4 separate regions of the Mus musculus genome follow, and all the other regions are linked to region 1. Evidence: chromatin contacts called from public HiChIP or PLAC-seq data. All regions are on one chromosome and are shown on one strand. The core of a region is the stretch at or near the end of the contact, and the rest is flanking DNA. Distances in the headings are between cores, read along the strand shown.

The links. HiChIP or PLAC-seq counts read pairs in DNA pulled down with a chosen protein or histone mark.
Region 2: an H3K4me3 HiChIP or PLAC-seq map of embryonic stem cells shows a contact between it and region 1, with 12 read pairs. The contact joins the promoter of Hexb here to the promoter of Lncenc1 in region 1. A contact is called at or near these places in 1 of 39 promoter capture datasets (embryonic stem cells), 4 of 115 datasets of contacts at active chromatin or transcription factors (embryonic stem cells, large pre-B cells and memory CD8 T cells) and 1 of 9 other capture datasets (liver).
Region 3: an RNA polymerase II HiChIP or PLAC-seq map of embryonic stem cells shows a contact between it and region 1, with 17 read pairs. The contact joins the enhancer-like site here to the promoter of Lncenc1 in region 1. A contact is called at or near these places in 2 of 39 promoter capture datasets (the C10 cell line and the SN4741 cell line), 8 of 484 Hi-C or Micro-C datasets (conventional dendritic cells, embryonic fibroblasts, embryonic stem cells and 2 more), 16 of 115 datasets of contacts at active chromatin or transcription factors (astrocytes, bone marrow-derived macrophages, embryonic basal ganglia and 9 more) and 1 of 9 other capture datasets (embryonic stem cells).
Region 4: an H3K27ac HiChIP or PLAC-seq map of embryonic stem cells shows a contact between it and region 1, with 17 read pairs. The contact joins the enhancer-like site here to the promoter of Lncenc1 in region 1. A contact is called at or near these places in 1 of 39 promoter capture datasets (fetal liver), 35 of 484 Hi-C or Micro-C datasets (B cells, CD4 T cells, CD8 T cells and 17 more), 15 of 115 datasets of contacts at active chromatin or transcription factors (DN3 thymocytes, embryonic forebrain, embryonic hindbrain and 6 more) and 1 of 9 other capture datasets (embryonic stem cells).

The regions. Positions count from the first base shown.
Region 1 is chr13:97,433,137-97,436,614 of GRCm38.p6, reverse strand. Lncenc1 (long non-coding RNA, embryonic stem cells expressed 1) reads right to left here and starts at 1,645. Exons shown (of 2, transcript NR_110432.1): 1 at 1,523-1,645.
Region 2 is chr13:97,196,617-97,199,811 of GRCm38.p6, reverse strand. It overlaps Hexb (hexosaminidase B), which reads left to right and starts at 1,455. Exons shown (of 14, transcript NM_010422.2): 1 at 1,455-1,786. The coding sequence starts at 1,551.
Region 3 is chr13:97,259,295-97,262,438 of GRCm38.p6, reverse strand. No RefSeq gene overlaps it. Among named protein-coding and RNA genes, the nearest start is that of Enc1, 20 kb to the right of the region's middle. Within about 2 kb of position 1,863, at least 23 of the 459 cell types and tissues checked have an H3K27ac peak or open chromatin away from gene starts, as enhancers often do. A contact at or near this core is called in embryonic stem cells, epiblast stem cells and stem cell-derived epiblast-like cells, where this site is marked.
Region 4 is chr13:97,223,244-97,226,462 of GRCm38.p6, reverse strand. No RefSeq gene overlaps it. Among named protein-coding and RNA genes, the nearest start is that of Enc1, 16 kb to the left of the region's middle. Within about 2 kb of position 1,337, at least 20 of the 459 cell types and tissues checked have an H3K27ac peak or open chromatin away from gene starts, as enhancers often do. A contact at or near this core is called in embryonic stem cells, kidney and liver, where this site is marked.

The sequences.
Region 1 (3,478 bases), core at 396-2,895:
GTTAGCCTTCTTGTCTCTTTTAAGCTAGCTAGTCCTAACGTGGCCAGTCCTCCAAAGCTCAGGCGCTCCATACCTTATGGGCAGAAGAGATTGTTATTGCTTGCACTGAGCTTCACAAAGGAAATCTTTTAGTACATACTTCACCAGTCGGCCTTCCTCAGAACTGAAATGCAAAGACAGAATGGAGGAGTTGGACAGAAGGTTGCAAACATTTACATGACAAACTAGCCTCTCAGAATCCACCAGGGGAACCAGTCACCAGTATTCTAGTACTTTCCTGTCATCTACAAAAATCACTCACAGTCTTTACTAAATACGATTTATAAAAAATGGCCCCTGCAGCTGCCGCAGATATCTCCTAGGCCGGCAGAGATGGGAGGGCGGGACTCGGCTAGAGCTAGAATCCTTGCGGTCTCCGGGCTACGACCAGGCAACAGCTTTCCCAGGACGATCCTAGGAAGAAGGCAGGATGCTCCCCTGGGGAGTTCCGGGGGGCAGGGGAGCTCTGCCTGGACCTAGAGATGGCTGCATCCCAGCAGGGTGGTGACCTTTTGTTTCTACTGGTTTTCAAAGACACCAAGGTTTTGTTCTTAATTCACACGCGCGTGCGCGCGCACACGGGAGAGAGGGAAGGGGGCGGGGAAGAAGGAGTGAGAGAGAAGAGAGAATTAGGACCCAACTAATCCAGCAACAAGCTTGTCCTGGCACCTTGAGAGGTTAACCAATTTCACTCTCCTGTAACTGGAGCGAAGCCTTTCTTTTCTCCCTGAGGGGGACAGAACAGGGTCCCCTCTCTGCAGCCCCCACCCCACCCCCCAGAGACTCAGCTTTCCTGAACAATAACCCAACTGTCTGGACAGGATGGGAAACTGTCTCAGTGAGTTGGGAGCCCACCCTTGTACAAACCCAGACATGCACAAAAAGTTCCGCGTTTCACCGCAGGAAGTGAGGACGGTGGCTTCAGGCATCATTAATCATTTTGAAGCGATTATTCTTAAAAGGGAGTGAAAAAAAAATACAAAGATGCAGCTTGAGTTAGTCATGCCCAATAAAAATCAGCACTTCTCCAAATCGTATTTCCCTGAATCCATGTGGAACGTTTAAGAGCACTCTCCACTGACAAGAGTCCAGACCAGATAGGGAGTCTGTTTCCTCTGTAATTAGAACTCCCTCAAATACTTGGGACCTGACAGGGCTAGATAGGGAAGGGCGCGTGGGGTAGCGGCGAAGCTTTATTTCCTCTGCCTTCCAGCCCAGGAATGCACAACACATTTTAACAAGAAGATAAAGCAAGAACAATTTAGGGTTTTGCGTCCTCGGGGAATCTTTTTTACACCCCCCCCCCAATTGAAATTCCGTAAAACAAAGCTAAGAACAATCCTGCTTTGTCTCCTAATTGAGCTAGGGAACTGTGAAATCCCCTACCCCACCCCCATCACCTCACCAGGCCCCGAGCCCAGCAGGCAGGGGCCGGGAAAGCAGTAATTCCCAAGATTGCCTGCCCCATGGGGTGGGTGCTTACAGAGCAGGTCCATCCTGAGCGGTCATTCAAATCTGCTCACCCTTACAGGAAACACGCCCCGGTCCAGGCCTTTGAAGTAACAGTGTGTCACCAGCAGAAGGAAAGTGATCGCTAGAAAATGAAATCTACTCCATCCTTTCAAAGACATTGCATTTCCTGTGATTCCTGGGTCCAGAGGAAATGCACTCGATGAAATTGAATTAATTTTTTTTTTCCTCCTGAAGTCACCTGGTCTGCCAGAAGCCTCTCTCATCAGTTCCCTCTCACTGAGCCATTGGCCGAGTCCCCAATTTATTCATTTATTTCTTAATCGAGATATCTAGAGCAGAAATCACAGGATATATGTAGAAAACTGCCCCCCTCTTACCATGGCTCCCTCCTCACTCCTGCAGACACTTCACAGGTAAGTGAGCCTAGGGGCTGATGCCACAACCTTCCTCTCCATCCCCCGGGACCATGTTTGTCTATTTTGTTGGTCAGATTTGATTATTATTTGTCATTTTTCTCCTAGCTTAGCCCCCCCCCCCACACACAGAGTTTTTGTACAGTCCCAGGAAGACCCTTAAAAATGTGCTGAGTCACACTGACTTCTAGGAGTTTCAGGGAGGAGCAGGTATCTATCTGTAACCCTGTAGACTGATATTAAAGAGCCTAAGCCGGGTAACCCGAGTGTCCACAGGGGCATGCGGGGCAGCCTGGGGTATTCAGTCAGAGCCAAAACAGGGCAAAGACGTTTGGAAGATGGGATGTAAATGTTCATTTAGGCCGAAAGATGGTGTCCTGCAGTGCAATTAGGACCCAGCCTGGGAAGTCAATGCCCCAGCGGCTAGAGGAGAGAGCTGAAAAAGGAAACCCGCAGCAGAGATGGCAGATGGGTAAAGAGTTACATCATCCAGAGAGGGCAGTCAGGTAAGGAAGAATTTTAAGGATATCAGAAAGACTAGATTGGAAATGGATGTTAATATGAATAGTGTTCAATGGATAAAGATAAATACAAAACTAAGCATTACTCTGTGTTGGTTTTCAGACCGTGGACAAAGCGTTGAGGTGCATATTTAACATACCAAAGTGGATCTGGCCTTCAGGTTCTCCCAGCATCCTTCAGTCTCAACCTGGGTCTCTACCTACCCTCTACATATCCTCTACACATTCCGCTGGCATATCTCCCTCCCTTCTGTCTCCCTCCCCACGGTGACTTTCCTGGCCTCTATCCTTGGGATCGGTGAACTCACTAACCCAGGAAAGGTTTTCCAATAACCTGCCTTTAGATATACTCTAATCTGGCTTAATTTGGCTCGTTTCATGAAATAACTTTTGCTTGTTTGTTTGTTTGTTTGTTTGTTTGTTTTTCGAGACAGGGTTTCTCTGTGTAGCCCTGGTTGTCCTGGAACTCACTCTGTAGAGCAGGCTGGCCTCAAACTCAGAAATCCACCTGCCTATGCCTCCTAAGTGCTGGGGAAATAACTTATTGCTCTGTAATGAAGTATTTAGGAAAAAGGGATGCTAAAGGGTGATATTTTCAAAGTTTCATGTATCCCAGGCTGGCCTCATACCCACTGTGTTGGATCTTGGGACATCTTTGAAGTTCTGACCCTCTTTCTCCTGCTTCTTGGGTGCTGGGATTGCAGGCACATCCTAGTATACCATACATTTGTGATGGATCTAAGTGGAGGTCTTCATCTGTGCTGGCAAGGACTCTCCCAGTGGAGCCGCATCCCTGGCCCCCAGACACTGACTTTTCAGTACCATCCTCTATTCCAGGAAACCAGAGCCTCCTGAACAAACAACTGAATCCAAAACAGAAACTTAGAAAAAGTCAGATGAAGATACTATCTTGCTATGCCAAAAAGGATGCGCTCAAGAAGAAAGATAGAGATGTTAAAGGAACAAACATCAGCCTGACTGAACTCCCACTGGCCACTGAAGGACAATATGAGCATCAAAAAATCATACTAT
Region 2 (3,195 bases), core at 206-2,705, 240 kb after region 1:
ATTCCTTCTTTTATTTATCTAGGGGTGGTTATACTAGATATAATTCGGGTTATATTTCTGTGCTCTTGTAGGATACAACCCAATTTTTGAACTACTTAGCAGTCTTCTTTTTTTTTAAAAAAATTTTTTTTTCCTGTGTGTGTATTAGTCAGGGTTCTTTAGAGTCACAGAACTTATAGAATGTCTCCAAATATTAAGGGAATTTACTGTGATGACTTACAGCCTGTAGTCCAACTAACCCAACAATGGTCAGCTGTGAATAGGAAGTCCAAGAGTCTAGTAGCTGCTCAGGCCCACGAGGCTCATTGTTTCAGCTGGTCTTCTGCAGAAGTAGGTTCTAACAGATGTGTTGGCAACTAAGTGCAAGCAGGCGAAGAATGAATCCTCCTTCTTCCAAAGTCCTTATGTAGGCCTCAGCAGAAGGTGTGGCCCAGATTATAAGGTAAATACCAACAGGCTTGGATCTGGGACTTGCTTTGTTCCAGGCTGACCTTGAACTCAAAGCTCTCCTTGCCTCATTCTCCTGGGATTAAAGGTGTGTCCTACCTAGCCTGGGCCTAAGCTTTTCATGGCCACTATGTCTCAAGATCTCTGTGTCAAGATCTAGGTCAGAATCTTGTGTCTCCCAGCCTCAAGATCTGGATCACAGGTGAGCCCTCTAATTCTAGATTGTAGTTCATTCCAGATATAGACAAGATGACAACCGGGAATAGCCCCCACAATGTGTATGGGTGTTTTATCTGTATGTACATCTGTGTACCACATGCGTGCCTGGTAACCTCAGAGGCCAGAAGGGTGAAGTATTCCCTGGGACTGGAGTTATTGGCAGTTGTGAGCCACCAAGTGGGTGCTGGAAATTGACCCCCCCCCCCGGTTCTTTTTGAGAACAGAGTTCTTAACTGCTGAGCCATCTCTCCAGCAATCTTCTAGCATCTATTTACTTACTAAGTTGCCTTCCTGTGATTAGACATACTGTAATCTCTGATTACACATATGCACGTTCGCCCTAGCTAATCGTTATAAAGGTCCTTGGAAAACTATACATCGACATTAATCTCCACTACAGAAATATTCTCTTTGTATCACTTTAATATTTATGTAGTCCATCGCGTCTATCCCAAGTTTTAAATGCTCCCCCTATCTATTTTTTTTTCCATGCATAAATTTTAACCTCCCATTACTTCCAAAGTCAACTCCTGGGAATTCTGACTCGGGAGGTTTTATCAATCAGAGTCCACCACCGTCAGATTTAGTGACAAAAACACTACCTGAAGAGTGGAGGAAGAGACAGGTCTTGCCTGTCAGTGGGCTGCACAAACAAGTTCCTCAGGCGTGACAGGCGTGAGCCACACCCCAGCATCCCGGCTAGAGCGCGACCGCCTCTGCACCGAGCCTGCCCCCAATTTCCGGGCCAATCCCCTCTCGGAGGCGGAGCCCGGGCGGGGAGCTCGGTCATCTGACTTGGTGACCCGGGCACGGATGCTTTCTTCCCAGCGACCCAGACTGGAAGGTTGGTCCAAAGACTGCCTAGCCAGACTCGCGGAGCAGTCATGCCGCAGTCCCCGCGTAGCGCCCCCGGGCTGCTGCTGCTGCAGGCGCTGGTGTCGCTAGTGTCGCTGGCCCTAGTGGCCCCGGCCCGACTGCAACCTGCGCTATGGCCCTTCCCGCGCTCGGTGCAGATGTTCCCGCGGCTGTTGTACATCTCCGCGGAGGACTTCAGCATCGACCACAGTCCCAATTCCACAGCGGGCCCTTCCTGCTCGCTGCTACAGGAGGCGTTTCGGCGGTGAGCAGCCCCACCCAGCGGGGAGGGGACCTTGGGCACAGAGAAGGATCGCCGGGCTACTTGGGTCTCACAGGACTGGAAGACAGCATGACTAGCCAGTCTAACTTAGGTCCAAACTTTGCAGACTGAAGCCCAAGACTTGACCTGTTCATGCTTCTTCTTTCGCGCCCTAGGTGCTCAGGGACCCTACTTAGGATGGGTTCCGAATAACAACGGCCGGGCGTGGTGGCGCACGCCTTTAATCCCAGCACTCGGGAGGCAGAGGCAGGTGGATTTCTGAGTTCGAGGCCAACCTGGTCTACAGAGTGAGTTCCAGGACAGCCAGGGCTATACAGAGAAACCCTGTCTCCAAAAACCAAAACAAAACAGAATAACAATGGAACCCGTGACTCTGCTGGAGTCAGTTTGTTGGGCCTCAGATGGGCAGTTGAGATGACTCCAAAGATAGGGAGGGAACAAGGTCCTAGCCTGCAGAGTGAACCTCCTCTGAGTGCATCCTTAGATACGGATCTTTTAAGGGCCCTAGGTATCCCCAGTGTCGCTTTCAGCTCCGTATGTGGCAACAATTCAGATATCTTTAGTCTCTTCAGTTTTTTTTTCGTTAAGTGTATATGACTGCATGAATTTATGTGTACCGCATGTGTGGAGATACCTGCAGATGCCCAGGGCATGAAATTTTGGAGTGAGCCCCTAATGCGGGTGCTGAGAGCCGAACCTGGGTCCTCTGTAAGAGAGTAAGAGTTCTAAACCTCTGAGCTCTGGGGTGGTAGTCAGGGGAATGGGGGAAACCTTAAGTTGAAACTTTATAGGAGACCTCCCCCTTCCGAGCTATGTTCCATACCTAATAATGTTAGGTATTCAAATGTTAGTCTTTCCAAATGGCCTTTCAAGTGGCTCTTAAGTAACATCTGCTTTTCTTCTTGTTTTCCCAACACTTGGCAGTAGTTGCTCTGTCTTCCTCTCTAATAGGTTTCCTAAAAACCCTTGCCTCATTTAGCACTTAACTGTCAAGCCGGGCATTCTCTGGGCACAGAGTGCCAGCCATAGGTAGGCACCCTTGCCAAGAACAGGGGCTGTGCTAACCTTATTGGTTGCAGGGTAGATTGTATTTGGGACGGTATTTGAATGGGATCCCCCCTCTGCCCTCTCGATTTGAGACCTGGGCGGAAGGGTCTGCCCCCTGGGAACTGTAATTTGGTGCTAGCTGTGTCGCCTGCTTTCACTTCTTCTCTGTGTCTGGTGCATATAGCTATAACTTGATTTTGCCTGCAGGACACCAAACAGCTGACCAGGGAATGCAAAACAAAGTTAAGGGTGGGTGTTTTAGGCTCTTTGCTGTGGAAGGTTCAGTGGAAGAGGCCCTGATGCAGCAGAAACAGCGGGGGTTCTCTGCCACAGAAAGGCTAATG
Region 3 (3,144 bases), core at 614-3,113, 170 kb after region 1:
GCAAACACACACATACACACACCAAATAAACAAGCAAGCAAACAAACAAATAACTTTAGTCATACCCCTCCCCCCACATACACAAATATAAAAGAGAAAACAAAGAATTCCTGTAGAAGGAAAATGCTCACACTGGGTCTTAGAGGGTCCAATCCCCATTACAACTCTTTCTTTAAAAAGACTACACACACCATGCCCACATAAGAACTCTCTAGGCCCCAAACTGAGGACATAAGATATTGTGATTTCAGTTGTAGCCCTTCAGAGTTAGCACCCACCATGAAGCAGTTGGCAAGACAGAGATGGCATAAGAAGATATTTAAATGAAGACACAGGCAGGCATGGGGGTACACCCATTTCATCCAGCACTTCAGAGGCAGAGGCAGAGGCAGGAGGAGCTAGAACTCAAGGTGGTGTGTCTTAGTTTGGGCTTTATTGCTGTGAAGAGACACCGTGACCAAGGCAACTTTTATAAAGGCAGCCATTTAATTGAGGCCAGCCTGTAGTTTGAAAAGTTGAGTCCATCATCCTCAGGGTGGCGAGCATCAGCAGTGTGCAGGCAGACATGGTGCTGGAGAAGCCCAGAGTTCTACATCTTGATATGAAAGCAGCCAGGAAGGGACTCTGATTCCACACTGGGCAGGGCTTGAGCACAGGAAGACCTCGATGCTCGCCAACACGGTGCTACATTTCCTCCAATAAGATCACATCTGCTGCAATAAAGCCACGCCTCCTAATAGTGCCACTCCCTATGGCCAAGCATTCAAACACATGAGTCTAGGGGGACGGGGGGGGGGGGGGGGACGGGGGGGGGCAAACCTATTCAAACCACTAGGAGATCCTTGGCTATACTGAATCCAGCCTGCTATCAAATTCCAGGACGCTATCAAAATAAATAAACAAACAGCATGCGAAGAAGAGGGAAAGAGTTCCAGGGAACCTGGGGAGAGCTTGTGGGACACTGCACATGTCTGAGCTCTGTGAAGTAGGCTGAAGACAAAAGCAGTGTTGAGAATACCAGTGGTTCCCCGGGGGGGTGGGGGTGGGGGTGGGGGGGTGGGCGGGGGGGGGGCGTTGCTGGGCAGGAACGGCTGCATGTACCTTTCTGCTGCATCTGTCCTGGAAGCTCTATCCTGTGAGCTTCCCAGCATAGACTCTGACAAGCTCTAGTGTACCTGTGAGCAGAATTATCTCAGCCTTGCTAAACCTGAAGAGATGGTCAAATCTCTCTTTTTTCCTGACCTGCCCTCTTTTGGTCTGCCATAGAGGGTGTTACGGTTAGAATCTGGTATGTCCCCCGCAGGCTCATTTTGAGAATCTGGTTCCCAGCTAATGGCACTGTTTGGATGTGGAACCAAAAGTGGGGTCTGGCTGGTAGGCAAAGGTCACCAGGGGTGGAGCTTGAGGGTTATAGCCCGGCCCTCCTTCAAGTCCTGACTCCGCCTCCTAATCTGCCAGGATGTCACCCTGCTGTCTCCTTTCTTATTGCTCTGCTAACAGGGGTGAGGCAGCCAGCGTGCCTTCTCCATTGTGATGGGATCTACCTCCTGGCAGACACTTCAAAAGGAGGGGTTGCCATTCACAAAGGCTCATGCAATTGAGTTACAAAAAGGAAAAAGAAAAAAAAAATTTTTTTAATCTTGTGTTTTAAGTAAGTTTGAAGTTTTCTATTGAGCTGTGCACATACATGTGTCTGTGAGCCAAAAGTTAAATCTCTCTCTCTCTCTTGGTTCACTTCTGTCCGGTGTTTCATTACAGTGTTGGGAAAGTAGAACAAATGGCAAACGCCTGATCCCTATGGGCCAGGTCCAATTACAGCTGCCAGGCCTCACCTCAGGCTGCTTCCTTCTACTCTGACCCTGAGCTATCAACTACAAGTATCTTCAGGAGACCCCTGGCTCTCAGCAAGGGAAGGGCCTCGGAGGCTGGAGACACTGAATGGCAGCTAGCTAACAGTGGCCACCCAGGAACTTCAGAACTCCTCTGTCTTTGGACTTGGCTCAGGGAAGGCTAGAGAAGAGATAAGTGCCGCTGAAATGTTGCATAGGCCTCATACCTTGAGCACAACCTGCCCAGGGCCTTCTCTCTCTCTCCAGTTTGCTGGATGCAAAGGGCCCCGGTATCTGCACCCTGTCACTGTGCCTTGGTAAGCCACCCCATCCCCTCTTTCCCCCCCGCCGAGCCTGTCTTGGACACTTTTCTATTCTCGTGATAAAACACCATAACCAGAGCAGCTTAGAGAGAAAAAGGTTTAATTGCAGCATACAGTCCTAGCCCACTGTGCCGAGACTTCCTGGAAGTAATTCAAGGCAGGAACCTGGAGGCAAGTACTGAGCAGGGTCCCTGAAGGACTGCTGCTGCTGCTGCTGCTGCTGCTGCTGCTGCTGCTGCTGCTTACTGGCTCACCTTCCCGGCTTGCTCAGTCTGCTGTTTCACCTTCCCAGGGATGGTACCACCCACGATGGGCTGAGCCCTCTCACATCGGAAAACAGACTTGCCTATGGACCAACCTAATGGAGCAATTTCTTTGACTGTAGTAGTTCCCTCTTCCCAGAGATGCCCAAGATGAAAGGGGCCTCCTCGCTGAATGTTGGAGCTGCCCGGGCCAGTGCGGACTAAGATTGAACTAACTGCTCTGCTTCCTCCAGCAGCTTTAGTCAACCCGAGCAGAACTCCTGGAGAGAGCCTCTGTCCTTCCTAGTTGGCACCGGCAGACTCCTTCACTTTTTTGGGCTGTCTTCTCCAACCAAACAACCAAACGATGAAACGGATCTCTAGGCACATATGAACGGTTGCACAAATCATGGTATTTATGGCAGTTGCTTTCCGCCCCAAGGAAACAAAACATATTGCAATAACTAAACGCTGAATGCTAGACACGGTGGGAGGGCGATGCAGGACTTACTCTAGATCACACGCTGCATCGCTGTCGCTGCCCGCCGCCCGCTGCTGCAGGCAGACCCAGTCGGGGTCCCGCAGACTCTACAGGAGTGGGTGTGACATGCCGCTGCCGCTAACCTAAGCTATGAGTGGGTTCTGACACTGAGTTGTAGTGTGCTCTGTCTGTGATGCTCTGACTGCTGGCTGGGCTCCTCCTTAGCCATCTGCACTTGCTGTCCTTTGCTTTCTCTTTCTCCAGAGTTA
Region 4 (3,219 bases), core at 88-2,587, 210 kb after region 1:
AGATGACAGGGTTTCAGAGGAGAGAAAGGGGAGAGCAATTGTATTATAATCTCATAAGCAAGAGAAATTATTAAAAACCAAAGAAAGTGCTTGCTGAGCCACCTTGAGGACCAGTGTTTAGACCCCACATAACAAGCTGAGAGTCCTACTAAGAACTGTGATCCAATACCCTCCTCTGGCCTCCCATACTATGATGAGCTCATACACTCTCTGTCTCTGTCTCTGTCTCTCTCTGTGTCTCTCTTTCTCTGTCTGTCTCTCTCTCTCTCTGTCTGTCTGTCTCTCTCTCTGTCTCTTTCTCTGTCTCTCTTCTCTCTTTTTCTGTACCTCTCTCTATTTCTCTCATACATACACAAATAAATAAATAATTTAAAAAAGGAACTACTACTCACATCTGTGCCCAACTAATGTGATATTGTACTGAATTATTCATTTTAATGCTTCCTAAGGCTGGCGAGATGGCTCAGCTGGTAAAGACTATTGCCACTAAGCCTGACCAGGTTCGACCCCTACCAGCTCCCAAGGGGTGGCCTCTAACTTACAGCATGGCACACACACAAAATAAATAAGTGTGATTAAAAATATAGCTTCCTAAATCTCTTCTACGTGTACTTAGTCAGCATGTTATTGTCCTAATGGGTAATTGTTTTAACTCCATTAAAATAATGACTCTCATTTGTATTATTTTTCACATGTACAATATCATTTAGTCTCAAAAAAAATGCAAACGTCTCAAAATGATCTCCATTTATGGATAAGAACACCAGTGTTTAGAAAGATCTGGTTATGTGCCTGAGGTCTCTCAGCTGTCAACAGCAAATCCGAGACTCCAGCTGAAGTTACCTGTTACATAAATATTCTAATTAAAAAAGGAAACCAGGGCATTTTGAAAAATTCTTCAAGGAAAAGAAAATATTCCGAGTAACCTAGAAAAGGCTATCCAATGGCTACTTCATCAATCACGGCAAGGACACTTAACAGGAAGGAAACCTGAGGAGAGTGGGGCCACCTTGGGGCTGGTCTAAGCAGATCCAAAAGAAACACGCACTCAGCTCCTTAAAACCCCACAGCTTAACCGAAGCGGCCTCCCGGGAAGCAGCACAAGGAGAGGCGCGCGCATAGCATCTTCCATCTTCCCCCGCGCTGGTGCTACTGGCCAACCGCACGCCACCTTCCGCCTTCATTGCTTCCCTTGGTCACTGCATAAACCTTCCTACTACGAATTGAATCGTTTTAGTCTTTCAGCTGCGCCTGAGCAGTTACTTCTGTCAACACAGGGATAGGAGGCAGAACAGACTTTCAAGGTTGAAAATTAAAATAAAGCGAGTGGGTGTGCATGCATACGTGAGTGCTTGCGGGCTTTTGTTGTTCCTGTCTCAGTCTCATGAACTAACTAGTCACTCCTCCCCCTGAGGACCTGTGTAGAGACCCTCATCATCACCTCTGGCCACGTTGTTATCTTTGTTGGCTCTATATACCAAACACTCTGGTCTGGAGACCTGCGTTCACACTTTCCAAAAATCACATGATCAGGCTCTCTCTCTCTCTCCCTCCCTCCCTCCCTCTCCCTGCCCCCCCCCCCACCACCACGCACAAGTCTCTCCTTCAATGTCTAGACTCTAAGCTAACAAGTCCCCTCCTCCTGCCTCACTCTGCCTCATTTTTCTCCAGAACTCCACCTCGTGAGTAGAGTCCTGATACTCCAGCCTCCATCTCCCAAGTGCTAGGATTACAAGACTGTGTCACCATTTCAGCTTTACTTAGTGCTGGGTATCAACCCCAGGGCTTTGTGCATTCTAAGCAAGCCCTCTAAGGACTCGGCTACATCCACATCCTTTCCCTCGGTCACATTTTGTAACAAATCCCTGATACTTTGTAACGAACCTCTGTACTCTATACTCTTCTTTGACTGCTCACTATTAACTCGGCCTCCCAGGTTGTCAGGCGTCCTTTGTCCCCAGCCTCCCCCTTTGCTGTGTGTACAAAGTCCAGGCTTTCCTGTTCAGTTTCAAATTGAGCAACATAGTCTCTGACTCCGATACACTGGTGTTCCCCAAACCTCCAAGGCAGGTGTTCACACATCTGGACGATGGCAGATAATTGACTTCCAGAGATGTCAGCTGTCTTTAGGCCCAGAATAAGGGGCTCCAGAACCTTTGGCTGGGGAACATTCTAGTGTCTGTGAGCTGAGCACCACAGCACCGGGGACTTTATCAGACGTAGCTGGACGCATCCTAGGGACACGTCTGGAAATAAGGAGAATGAAGACCAAGGCACCTGAATTTGAAGACCAGCACCCTCTGGCAAATTGCCAGCTCCCAGAGGTCTCTGATGCTTCTCAGTGAGCACTCTCCTGGAGGACCACCAACCGTGTCAATTAGGAAAGGAGCCTGTGCAGTTAGGAAGTTGATGTTGTTCAGAGAGAGGCCTGGCCCTTGCCCTTAGCTTCTGTCTTCATTTAGAGGCAGTGCCCAGACCCACCACAGTGCAAAGTGGGAGCTTCCCGGTGAGAAAGACCGACCAAGTGATTTACGGTGGGGGCTTTAGCATCACATCTGGGTCATCCTGGATGCTGAAATGGACCAGATCCACATTCGATCAAGCCTGTAAAATGGGGTCCTGATAAAACCTCTGAACACCAAGGTTTAGGTGAGTTTTCCTGTCTGATAATAGTCCTGTGTACTGTCAGACAGTACACAGTGTCACACAGCGCATCAGCGACAGAAAGATGTGGACTGAGTATGGTAAACATTTGCTTCAGAGCCTTCCAGTCTCTGCCCAATGCAGCTCCTCTCCTCTGGCTGGCTGTGTCTTTATGGCTGAGGGTAACAGCTTTGGGTGGGTATCTGACGGTCCAGCTGACTAATAAATTGAGGGTAGACCCCAAGCTTGGCACCAGAAGTGAGAGAACTCTCAGGTGCCACGCCCTCTGAGCTTACCATCTTAGCTAATTCTGAGGACACCCCCATATCAACAGAGGATATGGGGGTTCTCTCAGTTGAAGTTATTTCAATTTAATGCCATTAGGTAGCTCCTTTTTCCCCCAGTTTATTTTGATTTCAATATTTTTTATATCACCTTTAAAAGCTTATCATGTTGGGGAAAGAAGACCTTTAGGGCAGGAGAAAACATGCTTTTGGTATTTATGTGACATTTGCACCAGAAAATCCTAATATACTTTAAGAATTTTTCCCAGTGAGAATAAATGTTTCAATGAAA